2 separate regions of the Sparus aurata genome follow, and region 1 is linked to region 2. A link is a contact called in public Hi-C data. All regions are on one chromosome and are shown on one strand. Each heading gives the region's core, a stretch centred on a gene start, on an enhancer-like site or on the middle of the called end of the contact. The rest is flanking DNA. Distances are from core to core; before and after follow the strand shown. Region 1 holds the start of efnb2a (ephrin-B2a). Region 2 holds the start of gtpbp8 (GTP binding protein 8).

What was found. A called contact is a pair of places that touch in the nucleus more often than the background predicts.
Region 1: a contact with region 2 is called in a Hi-C map of an unstated tissue, with 5 times the contacts expected there. The contact joins the promoter of efnb2a here to the promoter of gtpbp8 in region 2. A contact is called at or near these places in 2 of 2 Hi-C or Micro-C datasets (skeletal muscle and an unstated tissue).

Annotation. Positions count from the first base shown.
Region 1 is chr9:33,993,202-33,995,920 of fSpaAur1.1, forward strand. It overlaps efnb2a (ephrin-B2a), which reads right to left and starts at 1,259. Exons shown (of 6, transcript XM_030428691.1): 1 at 1,148-1,259; 2 at 357-1,023. The coding sequence starts at 469.
Region 2 is chr9:33,099,101-33,101,857 of fSpaAur1.1, forward strand. It overlaps gtpbp8 (GTP binding protein 8), which reads right to left and starts at 1,276. Exons shown (of 8, transcript XM_030427423.1): 1 at 1,118-1,276; 2 at 490-690; 3 at 249-402. The coding sequence starts at 659.

The DNA of each region.
Region 1 (2,719 bases), core at 9-2,508, 890 kb after region 2:
CTAATCTGCCTTTATTTTCCCGATATCTGACTTTAGAGACGCGGCTCACTGCAGATCAGCAGCCTGCGTGATGTCAGCGAGAATTAAAAGCGAGGATAAAAATTCAAATGTTTAAATCACGCGACTCTGAGAGCGCTTTGTGCCTCTGAATGTGTGCTGAAATGAAGAGGTGTTTCAGGAAAACTACAGAATGACGACTGGTTTTATTTTACGCGTCGGAGCGAAGAGCGGCGAGCGAGTCAGCCTTAAATTGCCTGATTTTTCAACGGAGTCTGGCATGAAATCGTCTCCTGCACGGGAGAGCGTATACGAGCGCTACGGGGGCCGATAACCGGCGCGGCTTGTGCTCCACTTACTTGGTATTTGTTGTGTTCCAGTAGATGGACTCCAGGATGAGCGCCCGGCACAAGTCCACTTTGAAGGCAATAAACAAAACTCCGAAATAATATCTCCACATCGAGTCCCCCATGGTGAGCCTGCGCGCCTCCGGGTGGGGTGCACAATCCTTCTCAAAATCACCAAATGTGTCCACGCAAAATAAATCAGGCGACAAGCGCTCCAGGAAGGGCTGACGGCGGCAATCTCTTCAGCTTATATCCCGATCCAGAGGGGCTGCGCACGGACAACAAACCCAAGATCAGACGTAGAGGAGCATCTCCTGCTCCAACAAACCAAAAGGCGCACGGCAGCAGTTCATTCAGCGGGCAGTGCGTTTATATTCTCCCCTTCAGAGCGCTGAAATACATCCCTCAGAGAGAAGAAGAAAAAAAGAAAGTGGTGTTGTCCGCTGTGGACCGGGCGGCAGATGGAAATCAATACAAATATAAATCCTCTGCGTTATAGTCCAGCAGTGCAGCCAAAGATCCAGAAGAGCAGCAGCAGCACAGAGACGGACAAGAGATGGCTGGCTGGTTGGAATGGTGAGATTATTCCCCCTTTCAGCTGGAGCTGCTGCTGCTGCTGCTGCTGCTGGTGGTGGTGGAGGTGCTGGTGGAGGTGGCGGTGGTGGTGGTGAGCAACAAACTGTGGGTGACAGCAGCAGAAAAATGAGAAGGGCGAAGCAATGAGGTCGGATGGTCAAAATTAAGAAAATGATCAAATATGAGGATGAAAGAAATCAAAGGAGCTGGAATGGAAGTTCTCATACTCGAGGTCCCCAGAACACAACGCGCTGCGGCTCCTGCAAAGATCCGGATCCAAAAACGCCCGCAGAGTACGCAGGGGTGATGCCTCAGCGCTGCTCCGAAACCTGGATGGAGAGTAACTGCAAGGGAGCGCGACTGGGAATATTTGGTGGAGCTGGTTTTACCGAGGCCCCGCCCACCGCTGCTGCTGATTGGTCCCCACGGCCAGGGGAAGTGAATAGGAGCTGCGCTGTCAGTCAAAGGAGGGGAAAGGCAACTGGTTCAGTTCGGTGAAAAAATGGTGAGGAATCACAGCCGAGTGTACTTCTGACCAACAAGACAGGTGGAGGAATCAAACCCCGAACCCCGAGGACGTGTCAATTATGTCCAATTATGACGTAATAAGATCACATCACACACATATAGAACATCCAAATTAATAAAGATGCAACACTCCTCCTGTAATCAATAAAAAAAGATGTGAGCAGGTTAACGGCGCGCACCAGACTCCATGTAAATATCTGCTGTTTTAACTCCAACGTGCGTAAAACAAAAGATAACGCGCACTTCTCGCGTGTTTATGGCTCCATAATGAAAACAACGAGCTCCCATAAGGCTCACACACACACACACACACACACACCTACACACACATGCATGTATCTCCATTGAATGCGCTCTGCTGCGGCTCAAGTTTTTTCGAAAGGCACGAGCGCCCACTAGCGGAAAGAAAAACCGCTCTGGGGACATAAAACACACAGAAACAATCGAATTATGTTTTTATTTTACATTTAAATAAAACTTAAAATATCAGAATAAAACAGTTTTAATTTAGAACAAATGGAACCGAAGATTGAAGCGTTTAAAGCAGAGTTTCATTCACATCCAGAGGAGGGTTACAAATAAAATGTTCTTTAAACTTCTGAGGAGTTTGAGTTTTTTTATATACTGAATTAATTCTTTAACAAATAAAGTGATGTAATGTACGATCACCCGCATCATCACGTGTGTGTATTGCGCCGTTTGCGCCGCATCCGGAACTATTACAACATTATTTTAACAAACATTAAAGTTCCTTAATTGAATCGACACATTCACACTTTCTGCAAACACTTAAATCTTTTAGTGAATGGCCGCTAATTTAACGAGCACACACACACACACACACACACACACACACACACCTCTGGCAGCTCAGAGAAAGTAACGTGTGAACTTTTGGCACTTTTCAACGACTTAATTCGATCAGCTCGTTTCTTCTCGCTGTGGATTGAGGGAGTCCGATCCGTCTCCTGTCCGCTCCTGGCCCCGGGAATAAACACACACACACACACACACACACACACACACACACACACACACACACAGAGGACGGTGCGCGCGGCTCCACCCGCACCGCACACGGGATGTTTATTGCGGCAGCTGCGTGAACTTTAGATTTAATTTGATGTGTCAGATTAACGAGGCGGAACTTTATCTAAATATTTAACTGGCAAAATATTTCTCTACATTTCTCTACAATATGTTTATTAACTCTGTGGAGGAGTTTCAGTGTGTTTATCTATAATAAATAATCTAAATGTGGATGAAACAAA
Region 2 (2,757 bases), core at 26-2,525:
TACTCAGGAAAGGCAGAGGTTTCTGTTTGGAAGAGACCTTTTACCACAGGTAGATATTTGGAGTTGTAGTATACACCTGGGGCGGATGGCAGGAATCAACAGATGTTTAAATGATATGATGTGAGGCTGACGTTGAGGTGCAGGTGCTGTTAGTATTCTGAGACTGTTTGGGATATAACTTAATTAATTCAGTGGACCGAGTAGAGATACAAGTGCTTTGCAGAAAAACACAAATACTGCCCACTGACCTCTGGCTGCGTCAGTGCAGGCACGTGGTCCAGCCTCTCTGCAGAGGTGTAGTAATCAATCTTATGAGACGGTGAAGAGCAGAAGAGCTTTTCTGCTCTAACCATGTCCTCCAAACTGGGATGGAAGAGCTGGAACGGCGTCCGGTCTATAGACCTGAAAAACACGTTCAAAACATGTCAGAGAGAACAAAAACACGTGCCCTGTAGAATCTAGTCCAATACGAAAGGTGTAGAAACAAACCTGTCCAGGTACTGCTCCAGCTCTTTAAAGGGGTAAAGTAAGCTTCGGACTTTCTTTGGTGAAAGCGCTTTGGCTTCCTGAAGCGAAGCGAGTTTATGGACTCTCTGCCGGGAAACAGAGCAAACCTGAGTCCTGGGCTGAAGCCACAGACACCGCCGGAGGCAAAACATCTTCCCAGGCTGATCTCAGACCTTCCTGCAGCTGAGAGAAGGACAGAATATGAGTCAGAACAAGTGCAGCATCACCTAAGAAATAATTCAGCTTTGATTTAGACAGGTGATCTGCAGGGTTGAATTTAAAGGAGGGTAAATGAACCCTGGGAGGATTTCAGCATGACGTGACTTTATGACCATCATACCTCTTCTTAGGAAACGAGAGAGCACTGAGGAGATTCTGTTTTTAAACAGCACACGACTTTAACTTCTTTAAAATATTTATATCATTTATCAAACAACACTCATGCCTTTCCAAAACTTTAAGATGTCTGTTAGACCCGATGTTTGTTTCAGCGTGAGGGTCAAGTGGGACAGGTAAGGTTAGCAAGCTAGCAAAACATTAGCACAACATGGACGATACGTTTGAATTTATCGACATAAATGTATAAACACGAGTTAGTTTAACGACTTACCTGATTATCAGTAAGTTCACTGCTCAAAGATTGAATAATTCCGCATGGTTTGGCCTAAATTCAGCGATATCTAGTGCTGTCATGCCTTCTTCATCTGCAAGTTGCCATTTTCCTCCATGTTGTGTGCAGCGCTCAAAAGGGTCCGGCTGAAACACGTCCGGTTTGCTCAAGTTCCATTTCAACTATTTATTTTATTTTATTTTACTGAAAGTATTCGGATACTTATTTCACTTATTTTAATTAATAAACCAATGGAAAAAATATTGCAGAATAAAATAACGTTTTAATACCACGTGTAAAACTGTAATTTTAAAATACGTTTAAACCTTATAATTCACATTTTATCTTAAAAAATGTAATATATAAATATATTTATTGATTCGACTTTTACCACTACTAAAACTGCTACTGCTAATAATGATATTGATTTTAATAGTATGTGTTGTGTTGTGTATTATACTGTATATTTAAAAAAACCCTATATTTTAAAAAAGTGCTTTCATTTCCTCCTTTTTTCTGCTTGGGGATATTGCTGTAATGTACCATCTTCTAGTGGTAATTCAGTTGTACACTAGTGGGTTTGTGCAATAATTTGAGCTAATAAAGGTATAACAGGTTTTTACTGAATTTAACACTCACAAATTTAAGACAGAAACGAAGCAATACTGAGGGAAAGCAGGGCACTTTCTGTATGTTTTCCCCTAAAACTTTATTTCAACTTGTGCATTTTTGTAAATGTGGAACAGCTCAAGCTACAGGACACAAATCATTATCACATGTCATATGATAAAAGTGTGAGACCTTCAGATTCAAGTAGCAGACGATGAAATGAGACTCTGAAGAGGCTAAAACAAGATTGCTGTGCTCACATCTCTATCCCCGTGCTATTCTAATATTACATACTTCATCGGCTCCTAATTAATGAGCGTGACTCCTCTTTTAGCTTCAGCTACATTCTTCACGTTGATGCATGGCTGCTGAAACATACAGAAACATTCTTGTGTTCCTGCTCTTGGATGAAAAACGTCTCCCATCCGCGGGGAAAGGTGCAGTTCTGGCTGTCACATACATCCTCCATCACCCCCTTGTTGGGGATTATTGAGGATTATAATACCGACGTTTACGTTGAGCACGCCAAAGAAACGTCTTCATAAATTTGGCAATAGGAGGTGGCTGTGATAGGAGCGACTCCAGGCTTCTCTCCCACTCGGCATTCTTTTACACTGAGACTCCCAGTAGGAAATGGAGTTTCATCAATAGCTGCGTTCAAGTGGTGCTCAGGTTTCACAGGTTCATGCACACAAAGTGGTTAGCCTTCCGTCTGTGAGTGTACTCCACATTCCTCCGCGTGGGGAGAAGAAATCAGTTGTCATATTTATCCGGCTTTGATTAATAGCCTCGAAAGCCTTTTTTAATTTGAAATGTAGAATATTCGGGGCACTTCAGGGATCTCGCTTCAGAATAAATCACTGTTACCCACTCACAGTGTTTTCTCTCCACGTGGTGGCAGCGCAGGCTGCAGAAAGCGTCGCTCTGCACTCAGGCTGATATGTTAAATATCTGCCGTCACCACCTTCTGCCAGTCCTCCCTCTGCTCCATCTGGCTTTTACGACCTGATGTGATTCATAGTATGTTCGCC